2 separate regions of the Rattus norvegicus genome follow, and region 2 is linked to region 1. Evidence: chromatin contacts called from public Hi-C data. All regions are on one chromosome and are shown on one strand. The core of a region is the stretch at or near the end of the contact, and the rest is flanking DNA. Distances in the headings are between cores, read along the strand shown.

What was found. Hi-C and Micro-C count contacts between places; a contact is called where the count stands out from the background.
Region 2: a Hi-C map of the A7r5 cell line shows a contact between it and region 1, with 6 times the contacts expected there. The contact joins the promoter of Babam2 here to the promoter of Fosl2 in region 1. A contact is called at or near these places in 12 of 12 Hi-C or Micro-C datasets (the A7r5 cell line, the Rat2 cell line, Schwann cells and 7 more) and 1 of 1 datasets of contacts at active chromatin or transcription factors (oligodendrocytes).

The regions. Positions count from the first base shown.
Region 1 is chr6:30,036,558-30,044,369 of GRCr8, reverse strand. Fosl2 (FOS like 2, AP-1 transcription factor subunit) reads left to right here and starts at 5,101. Exons shown (of 4, transcript NM_012954.2): 1 at 5,101-5,264. The coding sequence starts at 5,163.
Region 2 is chr6:30,464,244-30,472,055 of GRCr8, reverse strand. Babam2 (BRISC and BRCA1 A complex member 2) reads left to right here and starts at 4,715. Exons shown (of 12, transcript NM_199270.2): 1 at 4,715-4,767. Rbks (ribokinase) reads right to left here and starts at 4,330. Exons shown (of 8, transcript NM_001108703.1): 1 at 4,205-4,330. The coding sequence starts at 4,296.

The DNA of each region.
Region 1 (7,812 bases), core at 3,852-6,351:
ACACTTCTGTATGAAACACAGGTCATGCTGTTTGGCTCTGTGTGTGTGTGTGTGTGTGTGTGTGTGTGTGTGTGTGTGTGTGTGTGTATAGGGGGTGACTTGGTACAAACTAGAGCCATCTGGGAAGAGCAACCTCATTTGAGAAAATGTCTCTGTCAGGTGGCCTGGAGACAAGGCCACCTCTCTAAGGCATTTGTTTGGTTTAAGATTCGTGTGGATAAACCCAGCTCACTGGGGACCACACCACGGGGTTGGGGAAGTGGGTGTGTGTGTCCTCGACCATAGAGGAAAAAACAGACTGAGTAAGTCACGGGGAACAAGCCAGTAGCAGCACCCCTCCATGGCCTCTGCTTCAGGTCCTACTTCCAGGTTCCTGCCTTCAGTTCCTGCCCTCGCTTCCTGTGATGGGAAACTGTAAGAAACCCACTCTTCCCCAAGTTGCTTTTGGTCATAGCTTTTTATATCACAGCAGCAGGAACCCTAACCAAGACTCTGGTTTCAAATATAAATGCTTTCAGGAATCAGGAACACATCATCTAACATGTTGTTTACTATGAAATTATGACTGCAGATTCCTCCGAACAGTGTGGGAGGGTAGGGTTATCAGTAAGGAGTAGACTCTGTAGACTGTCAACGTTGGCAGAACACTGGGTCTAAGGTCATGGGAGATGGCTTTGCGTTTGGCTGCAGAGGCCGGACCCTACTGAGGAGGCTGCTTTGCCATTTTATTCTCTGGCTTTGCCTCAGCAAATCGCAGTCTGGCCCACAGCTGACCATGCTCCCTGCTGGGGATGTTGTAAGACAAGTGAAGCCTCAAATATGAAAGGTCTTCACCAAGTGCTCTGTGGTCTGATGAGTGAGCCAGTGAGAGGGACAAGCATTCTAAGCTCCAAGACAACTTGGGCTGGATGGGGTAACAGGGAAACACCCAGAGAGGCGATGAAGAATCAGCCCAACTACCATTTTTCCCCCACCGCGGCATCTCTCTAGCCTTCCCTCACTCTACATATTTACTCTGAAGAGAAAGAAGGGGCACTTTTAAGTGTCAGTTAAAGCCATGAACAAATGAAGTCTGACTTAGAAAGCCAGAAAGACTTTCCGGTAGAAGGCAGGTAATGCGGGGGAGATGGGGACACGGGACGGCAGAATCAGAGGTGGTTATACTCCCAACTCCTAATTAAACACTGGCCAGTTCCCTAGCTCAAGTTGCTTGGCGTTATTTTCTTGAACTGACAGCTGGGAATGAGAGCTACCTCAAATGTTTGTTGTGGGGATTACAAGCGACAGTATCTGTTTTCCTTAAGATTCAAGACAATGGGGTTTGATCCCTGTTCTGAGCATCTTACTCCAGCTCCTTCTTAACCGCGTGCCCCGGGGATGTCTTCCCACGTAGGCGCCGCCGCTGAACTTAGTTTAGATAGGTCAAACTTCAAGCATCCACTGAACCCAGGGAGGCCACTTGCTGGGGCAGCTCTGCCTCTGGTGCCACAGGACTGAAAGGTGGCCTGGACTGTGGAACTTAGGTCTCCTCTTCAGGCTGGCACGGGAAACCAGCTCACGTTCCGGAGCAGGGCCAGGCAGGGATCAAAGCGCTCTCAGGCGGGCCGGGGCGCACCAAAGGGAGGCCGGCGACTTGCATCAGCACAGATTCCGTGATGCTCTGCAGACGTCTGGGGGCTGCTGGGCTTTACGGGAAGCCACAAGAAAGGAAAGGACCGGGGAAGCGGGTCCGGGCGGGGGCGGGCGAGGGCGCGAGGTTGCGCTGGCCCGAAGGCGCGCTCCCGGCGGCGCCTGCTAGTGGCTGGGCGCGCCCGGGATGGCGGAGGCCTTGGAGGAAGCTCCTGTTCCCCTTCCCCCTCCATCCCCCACCCCCGCCCCGCGTTACTGGAAGGACTGTGTGGGAGAGACCCAGAAGCTCACGATTATTGAATGCGGGCTGGGGGAGGGCTGGACAGCCCGTGCGGCTCGAAGGAAAACCAAAAGTGCGTCTATTCCTGCTGCTGTGACACGCGGTTCCTAGGGGAGGCCCCTGCGCACCCCGGCCGCGCCCCCATTTGCTCACCCCAACCCTCCAAGATTTCTCTAGGGCGATCGAGGACCCGCACAGTACCGGGCGAGGCGAGTGGGAAAGTGTCACGATTTTTTTTTCCTGTGCCCTGCCCCCGTCCCCACCTCCAGTTTTCTGGGTTTTGCTGCTGCTGCTGGAGAAGGGCTGATCCGTTTTGCGTCAAACGGCTGCATTTACTCAGTCCTGCTGAGAGAGGCGCGTAAACACTCAGGCAGGCCAGGACGCAGGGATGAAGGAGGGGGCGGAATGGGCCAGTCACCCACGGCTGGTGCGTGCTTGCGTGGACGCCTGCCCCACACCACGTTCGCCAGTCAGCAGAGCTGCACATTCTGCTGTAAGGGCAGCTGCAGAAATGCGAAGTCTGGCCACCTCGGCTCCCCACGCGCACAAGTCCTTGGGGATGGAGCTCAGGACAGAATGTGTTTTATAACTGTAAACAATGACCCCGAGTATTGTTTGGGATTACCGTATCTTGGGGCCCTTGGGGCTGCCAGATGCCGCCAGCCGTCCCGGAAACGCCGGCGCTTTATATAGAGCCCCGGGAAAGCTTCGAGTTCCCGGCTTTTATTTTTCTTTCCTAGTAACGCCCCCACTTCACAGATAAGGAAACTGAGGACCTGAGATGTGATGTGGAAGATGCATAGCGCTTTAACATCCTCAGCAGAATCCTAACAACCCATCTTCCTATTCACTCCTCAAAAGTTTAAGGATTCAGATGCACTGCTTAAGGATAGCTGAACAGCGTTGTTTCACGCTTGTAATCCCGGCGCTCGGGAGGTGGAGGCTTATCTTTGCTATAGAGCGAGTTTTAGGACACCCTGTGCAATCCTGAGACCCTACCCCAAAAGAAAAGAGTTCTTCAACTCCTGGTACAGCACTTAGCTGTACACATTGTACCTTCTCTGGGGATGATTGGCTATCCGGAGCAGACAAAGCTTTAGAAGGTCGTCTTGCCCCAAACCTTTCATTATAAAGAGGAGGAAACTGAGACTCTAGACTCGCCCAAGATCTCACAGCTCGTAAATAGCATAGCCAGGCGTTCATACTCCAAGGCCTGCGCTCTTTACCCTGAGTGCCACCCCACCCAGCAAGGCGGGAAGAGCCTGGAGTCCGGCCACGCGCGCCCTGAACTTTGCTCCAAAACAGCTCAAGGCAACTTGGGGCACACCTCTCGGCCCCCAGTTTTTTTTTTAACCCGATTTGCTTTTAAGGCCTGCTTACTACTATTAGATGCGTCCTAATTATCTAGCACAGAGGACTCCCAGAGTGTCTCGCTAGCTAATTTCGTCTTCAATATTACTTTTAGCAAATTAATTGGAAGGCCAAAACAAAAATAAATAAATAAACAGAAAAGAAAAAAGTACACACACACACACACACACACACACACACACACTCAAAGGGGAAGCAGTGGGCAGGCAGGCTCTGAGTGAAAAATGGGCAGGCCTGCCCCGCCTGGCGGCGCCGTGCCGCACCCCGCCAAGACCCGGCCGCAGGGTGGCGCGGGTGCCCGGTGCGTCCAGGACGCCCGCTGCACCGGGCGGCGCCGCTGAGGGTGCGGACGACTGCGCACGGCCGCGCCCTCCCCGCGAGCGGCTCTGCGCGCTGGGCTCTCGGCCTCGCGGTGGCGCCGCACTGAGCCGCCCGTCTGGTCTTCAGGCTGCGATTTTTTTTTTTTTTTTCTAAAACCCAGAGCCCAGGCCCGCGCGGCCGCTTTCGGGGCCCCGCCCCGCGCCCCTTCCTTTTGGGGTGGAGGTTGGGGGGGGAGGTAGGGAGGCCAGAGCGCACTCAGGAGCAGGCGAGGGAATCCCTCTCCCTCCACGTCACCCGAATGCGAGGAAACCCGCACTCGCGTCCTCTAACGCAAATGACCATCTTTGGCAACGTGCGCCAATGGAACAGACCAAGGGCGCTGCGCCCCAGGGGGGTGGAGGAGATCTGCAAGAACGCGGGCGGCTTCGGCGCCCCCGTAGTGCGGGGGCCGCCCGCTCCCACCCTCCCCGCCGCCCGCCTTCCTTGCGCGGGGTGTGCGGCTGGCGTCAGCGCGACCGCGAGCAGGGCCGGGAGGGGAGCGCCGCGCCCGCCTCCTCCCCTCCCGCTCCTCTTCCTCCTCCTCCTTGTCCCGGGCCTCCTCCCCCGCCGCCTCGAGCGCTCCTCCCAGCAAGGTGGAGTCTACAGTTGACGTGAGTGGATCCACATGGTGCGGGGCTGGAGAATAAAGAGTGTGGAGTTGAACTCGTGCCATTGTAGTGACTCATCTCGGGCAGAGCGCAGGGGCTCGGAGAGAGACAGCGAGCGGCGCTCGGCAGGGACAGAGAGAGAGAGCGCGCAAGAAAGAGGGGGAGAGAGAGGGGAGGGCGAAGCGAGGCGAGACGCGTGAGACTGGCCGGTCCCAGAGCAGGCACCGGGTGCAGGTCACTGCGACGCGGAGCCACGTCCCTCTCAGCACCGCTCAGCCTGGAACCCCACGGGCGCTGTCCCACCGGCGCGATCGGGGCCGCTGGACCGGCGCTCATCGCCTTGTCCTAAGTCAAGTGTCCGAGTCGCCGGGAAACTCAGGCGGCGAGTTGGCCACAGGAAGTTTATTCTTGGGCTCCTTTTCTAAAAGGAGGAAACAGAAGTTTCTCCCAACCGGCAGCTTTTCTTTTTCGCCCTTTTGGCGCCCTGGGAGATCGGAGAGGGAGTCCCCCAGAGCTGCCAAGCGACACCCGCAGAGCTCCTAGTCTTTTTTGCGTTGCCCATTTTTCTCCAACCCGTAGGTCCGGGCAGAGCTCGGGCTGCGCGCGGGGGCGGAAGGGCGCGCGCAGGGGAGGGACCGAGGGACGCGCCGACTTTTTAGAGGGAGGGACCCGGTGGACAACCGGTTCCGCGGAGCTTGCAGAGCAGAAACGAAGTGCGGTGCGCGGCGATCGGGGGGTCATTTCCCGAGTGTCGCTGCCTCCTGTCTGCCTGGGTTGGGTGGACAGCCCGGGAGCGAAAAGCCCAGTCCGCGGCCGGGCCGGTGGACCAGCGAGCGCGCAGCAAACTGTGCGCGGCCGCGGCGAGGGCGGGGAAGAAAACCACCCTGTTTCCTCTCCGGCCCCCACCGCGGATCATGTACCAGGATTATCCCGGGAACTTTGACACCTCGTCCCGGGGCAGCAGTGGCTCTCCTGCGCACGCCGAGTCCTACTCCAGCGGTGGCGGCGGCCAGCAGGTACGTGCGGGCCGGGGTGCACCTGGCGGCGCGGGCAGACTCCCTCTTCTCGCTCCCAGTGCCTCCACCCCCAACCTCCGTCTTTTCCCTTTCCTCGCTAAGCTAGAAAAATACTTAGGGGTCACCGCTGTAAGTTGTGGGGTTTTGTTCTGTTCCGCCCCTCCCCTCCACTTTTTTTAAACAAGCGGAGAGTGGGCTTGGAGAGCCAACGACACCCTCTCCCCCTTTTCTTACTTAATTTTCCAGAAAAGCTCATGATACTGCAGGTCCCCTCCGGGAAGCCTGTTGCCTCCTTCCGAGCCGCTCTGCCTTCCTTTTCACCTTCCTCTTTCTAGGTAGTGGATAGGCAAGAAAATCTTTGCACCCTCTAAGCCCCTCCCAACCGAAAGGACCCTGCGGGGGAAGGCTTTTTAACCCTTCTTTCTTCTGTTATTCTTCGATCTTAGCTGTTTTCTGAAAAGGCTTGGGGGCTCAGAAACAAGGCTGGGCTCCTTCAAGTGATTGGGAGTGAGGACGAGGGTTGCCTCTGGGAATTAGGTGCGAAGGTCAGTAAGGAAGAAGCTGGCTTTGATTGGCTCTTGACACCTTCTGTGATACCCCCCCTCCAGCTTCCGGTAAGGGTTGGGCAGGAGCCTGTATTTCCCCCGGAGCAGATCCTTGAGGGGCTTGGGGGTACTGGGGCAAAGAAGCTGTCAGAGAGAAGTGGGAGAGAGAGACATCACTTGGGCTCCTGAGTGGTTTTAGAAGTAGAAAAACAACTCTTTTTCTAAAGCAGCCAGACTGGTTTGCACTGAGGGATCTTGCCTGTAATCTATGTCTCTGTAGGTACTGGTGGGGCGGTGGGGGGCCGTGGGGTATCTGACTTGTGTAGCAGGAACCGCATACAAGAACTTGCGAGGGAATTGCATGCACACACAAGGTTCCCTGCCACCTGAAGCCCACCTCAGCCAGCATTGGGAGTTCCTAGACAAGCTGGCTGCAGCATGAGTTACTCCATAAGCCAATGGCTATGGCCTTGACTTTGACCTTTAGAGGTCAGGGGTCTTCCAGGGAGGGGTGAACTGAGCTGAGAAATATAGAAATATGGGTTTCTTTGTAATCTGATGAGAAAGGCATCTCTCAAAGTAATGTCCCATGTCTGAAGAGTCCTTACAAATGGCTTTTCTGTGTGTTCTCTCTACCCGCCCTCCCCCATACCTATTAAGCACCCCCTGTGGATAGCCTGGTCTAAGCGTTGAGGGTGCAGTCAATGAACCCTTACCACTGAGCACAAAATCACATCTCAAAAGTAGTTGCTTATATTTGTGTCCCTGTGCAGTTGGTGTTTTGGGCTGAATCCAAACATCATTCACCAATGGATTTAGAGTCATTTATACCTGTTGTTCCCCTACTTTCCAATCCAATAACCCTACCCCAGGTACCTCTCCTTCCCAATCATCGTAGGAGCCTGGAATTTCTTCTGTTTCTTCCACTAATGAGACCAAGGCAGTGAGCACTGACTGACATAGTACAATCTCCTGGCCTGGATGAAGTCAGACCGGACATCAGTGCCCCTACTGAATAATCTGTGTCACTAGGGCTTTGAGCCCAGGATGTAAGCAGAGGCAATTCCCTGTTTTGGAAGCAAATCAGACAGGAAACCGATGCTCGGATGAAGGAAGAGAGCTCCGTCCAGCCGTGTGTAATGGGGCCTCATTACCCAAGCAAAAAGCAGCTGTTGGCTAATTCCTAGCATGCTGTAACACATGAGGATTTTGCAATTAGCAACAACCAGTGCATGGGATTCTCAGGTCCGGCTGCCCATTCTGCTCAGCGGCAGGAGCAAAAAGTCTTTCAAACCAGAGGCATTGGCCACTTCAGCCAACTCTCAGCCTGGCCTCTCTGCTCCTTGCCCATGTAGTGGGTGGGAGATGGGGAAGGGGAGGAGGGCTTTCTCTTCCCTGCTCTGACTTTCTGCAAAAACAGTTCTGTGGTCCCAATGATAGGCGTCTGCTTTTCTTACTTCCCAACTCCGAGCTACGACGCACCCTGATCTGGGTTCAAGGTAACTTTATTACATGCCAGATTAAGTCTGAAATCAACTCTGCTCCCAGCCGCCTTCTCGGGGACCGGGAAGATTTCCTGGCAGTTAGTGACTGGGCCTTCCTCCTTTATGGTAGCACTGTAGACCAATCATTGTGAGATGTTCCTGGTTTTCCCTGTTCTCCTTGTTTGTGGGGTCCTGTGTCCCCGATATGTTTGCTGCCCGCCACTTCCCCTCTCTGTCTAACTTCATAAGGTCTTGGGAAGCAGACAGCTTTGTTAAGACCTCTGCCTGGTGTACATGGCAGGAACTCGGAACATGAAAAATATTTCCTGCTGTAGCTGTAATCTCAATCTCAAAGGTTAATCGCCGGCAGTTCCATTTTCTTGGAGATAGCTGGATGTCCCTCCCGCTCCTGGAGTTTGCTTCATTGTTGTGATTTTCTTTTTTTTCCCTGGGACAACACCTCCAGATATATGCTGTGCCTTGCTCCTTGGCTGTTACGGTTTCAGGGCCCTGGCATTA
Region 2 (7,812 bases), core at 3,466-5,965, 430 kb before region 1:
TGATATAATGATCTTTAGGACTCACTGTGACCTGGACCCCACTCTTTTTTTTTTTTTAAATACTGCAATCCTTCTTGTTAAGTGTTCAGGGCCTTTGCATATGCCATTCCTTTGCCTGGAGCGTTCTTCAGTCATGTATGTCCTTTAGCTAATGTATGGCTCATTGCTTTCCTCCTTTAGGCATTTATGTAAAATCCCACTTCTCAGTGAGGCTTTCTTTGGCTAGGGATCTAAACTTAGTCTTCCTACCCACTGTGTGATTTTTCTCTAGCATTTAACTGAGCACATCACACGATTGGCTTATTTTCATTGATACTGTCTCTGTAGCTTTACAAAGCAGAAAATTTTTGTCTGTGTATCTTTTCTACCTAGGGCAGAAACTGGTACATAGCCTAAATCCAATAAAAATTAGTTGAATGCCTGAAAAGAATGGGTGATATACACGTTATAAAAAATAGGGGCTTAAAGTATGATTAATGCAGGTCTGTAAACTGAATATATAAAAAAAATACCATGTATTTTCCTATCTCTCCTAAGACCAGATTTGATTTCTTTTTTCTTTGTAACATGAAACCTTTTTTAAAGACAGGGAGGGTTTCATGTAGCACAGACTGGCCTTAAACTCCATGTGTGGCTGAGGATGACTCTGACGTCTGATTCTTTTTGCTCCCACTTCCCAAGTGCTGGATTACAGGCATGTGCCATCATGCTTGATACATGAGACCTCATGAAACCTTAGACATGAGTGTTCAAGAAAAAAGGATAATGATGAACACAGATGGGTATACACAGTGTCAGCTGGATGAGCTAATGAGTTTTAAGAATTATTACTACATAAAGCTTACGACACACAGAAAACTAAAATTAAAAAAATGCTCATTGATTGAATTAGCAGTGTCTGGCAAACAGCAGTATATAAAGTAAGTTGGACTTGGATGCCTTCCAAAAAGGCTTAGTGAAGTGGTGTTACTGCTTAAGTGATTCTATAGTACAGGCACGATGTCTAGGCTGGCTACAGTTGAATGCAGGAATAAAATGAGTAATGACGAGACTATTTTTAGACCTGAAGATCTTTATTCTTTATCAGTGTCCAAGATAAACAGAGACTACAGATTTCTACATGGACTTTATACAAAAAGGCAGTGTTATTGGCCTCGCAGAGGCAGAATGACAGCACGGAAAGGTCAGTCTGGGCGTCCTGGGTTCCAGCCTTCATTATGCCTCTGACTGGCTGTGTGATCAAAAGTGAGCCATTTAAGCTCGTGGTCACCTCATATGTAAATGTGAGTGAGGGTGACTGAAAAGACCCAAAGGTTCCCTAAGTGATAGTGTAAGGTTATTTGATGCTTACAGTATGAGTAAAATGTTCTTAAAAGATGCTCACACTATAATCTCTCCAATTTAGAAATATATTGTATACAGCAAGGGAGTACTTAGGTAGTGAATAGCCAATAAGAAGTAATAAGAAAAGGAGATTATCTTGAGTTGTTTACCTGGGATCAGTGTAATACAAGGGTTCTTATAGTGCACATGGACTGGGTTGGGCTAATGCTACTTGAGAAAGACTCGACCAACCACTGTTTGCTATTAAGATGGAGGGGACTTGACTAAAAGAGTAACAGAGAAACTATAAAAATTAAAAAAAAAAAAACATCCCCCAGAAAGGAACTTCACCTATTGACTCCTTGATTTTAGTTTAGTGATTACTGAGACTTATGACCTCCAGAGCTGTAACAAGATTAAGTCAGTCAAATCTATGGCAAATTGTTTCGGCAGTAATAGGAAACTAATATGGCTATGACACATATTTAACAAACAGAGCCAGACCCAATTTTATGCAGGGTTCTGAATAAAAACAAGGTATTTTTGTAGGATTATCTGGTTGGTTTAATCAGATCATGGAAACTTTTTAAGAAAAATCTATGGAAATTTGTAGTCTACGGAATAGTTTTTAACTAGTGACTCATATGAAAAATAGTAATTCAAAATTTTATGAAGAAAATGACAAGGGAAATTAGGAAATTTATCCGTAATGTAGGTTTCTAGGCCCTGGCTTACTTAGCTATAAACTGAAGGGCTCAGTAATATCTTTGATACCCTAGTTGTAGCTGCTTGGAAGTGAGTATTCTTCTAGCAGCCTTCAGATGAAGATGTAGAACTCTCAGCTCCTCCTGCACCATGCCTGCCTGGATGCTGCCATGTTCCCGCCTTGATGATAATGGACTGAACCTCTGAACCTGTAAGCCAGCCCCAATTAAATGTTGTCTTTTATAAGACTTGCCTTGGTCATGGTTGTCTGTTCACATCAGTAACACCCTAACTAAGACAAATGGCATTTCACATTTCAAAATGTGACCTGCCAAACTTTTAAAACATTTACTATCTGGAGCTTTACAGGAAGATGTGCTGACTTTTCCCCTAGAAAAACACGTGAGCCTCCCAGCAAAGGTTTCAAACTGTATTGTTTGCCACTACAGAAAACCACACCTGCCTTGGCATAACTTCAGACAAGGTAGCAGCTCAAACATTTCTGAAAAAGTAAAATTTAGAATTTGGAGAAAGACTTGGTGCTGTAGGCCTTTAATCCCGGCTACAGCGGGGTAGCAAGGCCAAGTGCCTGGGTTCCATGGGACAAGTTCAGCATGGGGACTGAGTGCTCACTGGCCATGCAAGGGACCTGAGTTCAGTATTCAGCACCACACACAGTTATGTAAGCCTTAGTTATTTGTAGCTCTTCTGTCATTGCTATACTTATAAAAATGAGTTTTTGTTTTTAACTCTGTGTGCATACTCTTGGAGGTGTGGGATCCCCTGGGACAGGAGTTACAGGTGGTTGAGATCCAATGCTCTTAACTTTTGAGGCCATCTCCAGTCTCTATAACATACCAAGGTTTTTGTCAATTACACTTGCCTCTCCCAGTCTCCATTTAAATTCCATCTTTTATGTTGTGTTTGGTAACTTGAACACATACACTTATCTATCTATCCTTCCTATGTATGTATGTATGTATGTATGTATGTATGTATGTATCTATCTATCTATTTATCTATCTATTTATCTATCACGTACATATGTATGTATCACATATGTAGAAAAAGTCAGAGAACTTGCTTCAGTCAGTTTTTGTCCTTCCACCACATTGGGATCCAGGGACTGAACTCAGGCCATTAGGCTTAGCTCCTTGACCTCACAGCCATCTTGATGATTGTGACAATTTATAAATGTTTTAAGCAAGATTAAGTTGGATATATGAAGACCCTGGAGCTGTTTTTAAAGTAGATATAGGTGGTTTGGTGCAAGGATATGGCTGTTTTGATTATTACCCTAACGTCTTGTTTCAAGGTTCCTTGTTTTTCCTTTTGGAAAAAACGTTTGGGGACTGATGACATTAAGTTGCTGAGAAATATGACTATTAACATAAACAGAATTAGATGGTTGGATAGTTTTTGGAATACCTGAATTAGTTTTTCTACAATGTATACTGATTTTATGCTTTGAAAGCCGTTTTCATAAAAACAGAGCACACAAAGCAGAAGGAGCTTTCCTATAACCTCTCTGACCTAACTCAACTATTCTCATTTAGCACTAGTTGATCAGTTTTTTAGTGGCTGTAATTACGTTTATTTGTTTTTTTTTTTTTTTGTTTGGTTTTTGAATTCACACTTGGGTTCACCACAAAGGCTGACCCATAGTTTCATTTCTACATAAAAGTAACTGTAAATATGGAACACTGCAGGAAGGCCAACAATCGATTGAGGGCAAAGGTGTCTGTTTGCTTCGATGCCTTATTTCACACGTGTTCAATTCAGTATTACCTAGTAGGGTTTGGTGGATAAAACACATCTTGTCCTCACAACATCCCTGTGAGGAAGGTACAGCACGTTCTCAGAGATTAAAACGTCATGGGGCAGCCTAGCCAAGGAAACAAGTGCAGGTGTTTGGGGGCGCCCGGGGATGTGGGTGTGTCTTTAGAAGTATCAAAGCTTTCATTCATGTGCCCCCCTCCCCGCTCCTCAACCCCTGTCCCTTACCCTGTCATTGACCTCTACCAATTTGAATTCTGCCTTTTCCACTTCAGAAGTCGCACTGTGGCAACCTGAAGTTTATAGCAAAGTTCCATGGAGGGTGCCCACAGATCCGAGGCCCGGACGCCCACAGTGTGGTTCGCCCTCCCGAGACCTTGCGCTGCGGCCCCGCACTAACCTGACCAGGTCGGTCATGCAGGAACCCACCACCACCACTGCTGCCGCCTCTTCCTCCTGCCAGAGCCTCCCGGGCTCCCCTGACGCCGCCATTACTAATCCTCGCTCTTGCTCAACCCGGACGCTGCCCTTTGCCCTTTGCCTGACCCCGTAACCAGGGACGCCACTCCGTCCTCCCTAACGACGCGGGCGTTTCACACGCCTGTGCGGGTCGCCCACTCTAATGCCCGAAACCTCCCCGGCTTTTGGCTGGCCCTGGTTCCTCTGGGACCCGTGTTCCCACCCCGCCTCACGGCACAGGGCTCAACCGCCACGGCAAGAATCACAGAGCGCGCCAAGGTGGAGGCAAGAGCTCCGGGGAACCTTCAGGCGCTACCAGGCCGCCTTCCTCAGCTTCCGGGGGACGCGCACGCCCGGCCGGCTCTGCAGAGGGCGGGACGTCCGGGGGGAGCGCGCACGCATCCGGCCCGCGGTTCGCGCGCAGGTCGGTGCGTCGGTCGGGGGCGCGCTCGGGTAACCTGTACCCTGTCTAGTCGCCGGTTACTGATCGGACTTAAGTTCCAGGTACCTGGACCCGGGCTGGTGCGGGGAGGTTGGATCTCAGTCGCACAGGTGGCGCAGAGAGCCGTGTTTGAGTATGGCCAGAGAGCTAGCCTCTTCAAGAGAAGGCCCGCGTTCCAAAGATGCCCCGCTCGCCCCCCAGCACGCGGATTCCCTCAAGAGCCGGCCTCCAAGATCCGAGGCTTCTCTTTTTCCACATATCTCGTTCAGTCCTGGTCCCTCATGAAGCCCGCCTCTTTTTGCACTTGACGAGGGGCATCATACAATTTGGGAGAAAGGGTTGGGTCCCTTTAGGTTTTCCTCAGAATGGGTGGCCGTTCTTTGGATCTGATCCAGTTCACCCTTCCCGCCCCTCCCCGATGTTGTCCAGTGGAGAAATTGCTCCCCCACAGTAACTTCCCTCGTGCGCCATATGACGTGGACGTGATGCAGCAGGAGGCCACCCCTTTCCGTTCCATGACGTCAACGGGGCACATGTTTCCGTGTTTGTCATCCTCTCCTAATTGCAAGAGCCTGGATGGTGCTTTATGTGTCTTTGTATTCCCCAGACAGCCCGCCCACTAAAAGACCTCATGTGACCTTATCTTGCCGCAGCAGATTTTTATAAAAATTATATATTTGCCTCTTCCTCCTGCAATACGTCAAAATCAGGAAATACAAATTGCAAAACAAGCATTCAGGAGACGCTGGCCACCAAAAATTCCTGCCTCTTTGGGATCTGTTATAATGGTGTCATATGCAAAGGAGAGGGGTGTGTGTGTGTGTGTGTGTGTGTGTGTGTGTTTCCAATCCCTATCCCGCATATTGTACCAAAGAATCATCCTTTTTTTTTTTTTTTTTTTTTTTTTTTTTTGCTTTCAAAATCCTGATTTTGGAGTTTTCTCTCTTTGTTAGTGAAGACCCACCTACTGAAACACCTTGAATCTGCACACAACTTTGTACTGTCAAAAATTTGTATTATAGCTGTTCTGGAAATAAAGACAGAAATCCATTCCCTCAGGTATTATCCTAAAGTCTTGACAGTTGCGGAAGTGGAATGGGTTTTCATAATCGCTAGTGTGGTTTGGCATCTGGAGAAGGTTGTTTCCTTTGGCATTTAATTAGTGAATCATTCAGGCTAGCATTAACACTGGGTCAGCAGTAGCCTAGTTGGTGTTTAGCTGTAAAGCAGTCATGTGTATAAATTCGTGATTTCGTCTTCATATTTACCAAGGTGTACACTTTAAAGATTCACCCGGATGCTTTCTTTAGTGGCCACTGTAATGAGTGCTTGAGAGGAAAATAGGAATAGTAGACTTCACGAGAGATCTGAATTTGAATTCCAGTTCTTCTGTTCTGTGTGTGATATTAAATAAGTAACTTGGTCTGGTTCGTCTTTAGCTTTTGTATTTACAAATCAGAAACTCATTAAGAAACTGTGGGGGGAGTGGATGTCTGTAACTCACGTGTGATGTGCTACACAGTTTCTCTTCGAGAAATTTGGGGTCAGATAGTAGGTACCCTGAGAAAAAGAGCATGGAAAAAAATTTTGTCATAAGAGATCCTTCTGCTTGCTTCTCAGATGACTCTTGGTGTTTTTGAATGTGAAGTAAATGAGCATCCCCTTCAGGAACTGTGACATAGTGGGTAGACATCAGGTGGGACTGCAGGGTTTAGAGAAGTCTTCAAAGTGATCCCGTGGGTGAGCTTACTGCTCAGAAACAGTTACCCATGTTACCTGGGAAATGGGGGTTAGAAACCTGCTTCATAACCAGGCTGCGAAGATGAAAGGCAACACTGCACATGGGAGTGCCTTTATCAGTCATGTGACACTATAAATATATATGCTTTATGATAGATTCTACCTGTAGCAAAGGAGACATCTGCTCATGTTACGGTATTAGAGTGTATGGGCAGGTCGGCGCCCAAGAGTCAGAAGACAACCGTGTGGAGATTAAAGTATATTGTATAAAGCTTAAGCACCTCACAAGTACTTCTGGAGGGGGCATCATGGTGTCACTGTGGTTGTTTTGTTACTATCTAAAATGATAAAGCAAGTATTTAGTTTAGCAGAGCTTGTAAATCCCTATGTGGCACAGGGTTTAGAAACTAGAACAGCAGGTACTCCTAATCATACCTGGATGGAATGAATTTGCCTTCAATGTGGGGCTAACCTTTCAGATTGAGAGAGACAGCGATCATTTGAATTGACTTCTCCACCTCTAAAGTCGTAGCTTTCGTCTAGAAGCCCATTAGGAGTTCATGTACTCTCTCCTCCAGCTCCATGAAGTGACAGAGGTGTGACTTACTGCTTTTGTATTATCAAGTGCCTGAAAATCAAACACTGAAAAAAGATTCAGTTTGTCTTTGTTGCTTAATATCTGGACATGCTTTAATATCTTGCCTGTGTTTTTATAATTTAAGTGTCAAGTACATTTTTTTGCTTTATTTATTCCTCAGATTCTGTTGTATTTAATTCCCTATTATTTGTGTATATATATGTACATGGTATATCTGCGTGTATAGTATTAATATATATTATATACATACATACATACATGCATACATGTCTGTGTACATGCATTAACCTCGGTGTGTGCATGCGGTCAATAGAGGTCTGTGTTGAGTATCTTCCTCTATCATCCTTGACCTTAAATTTAGAAACAGGGTCTCTCACTGACTTTGGGCCTTACCATTTTGTCTAGGCTGACTGGCCAGTGAGTCTGGGGAATCTGCTGAGTTGAACCCCCAGTGCTGGGTTATAGATGTGTTACCACTAGGCTGGCTTTTTACACAGTGCTAGGGGTCGGTTAGGCATGCTCAGCAAGCGCTTTACTCACTGAACCATTTCCTCAGGGCCCCTACCTTATCCAATTTTGAGGATATGTTATATCTTCTCCATTTCTAAATTTTTCTTCAGATTTTCTCCCCCCTAATTCATGTCCTTAAAGTTATTTTAAAATTAATTTTTAAAAATTAAATCTACTATTTGAGGCCATATTCTGAGCATGGGTCTTGGGTATGGGCCAGGCCAGTATCTATGGTCCTGGCCAGTTTTTAATAAAGCTT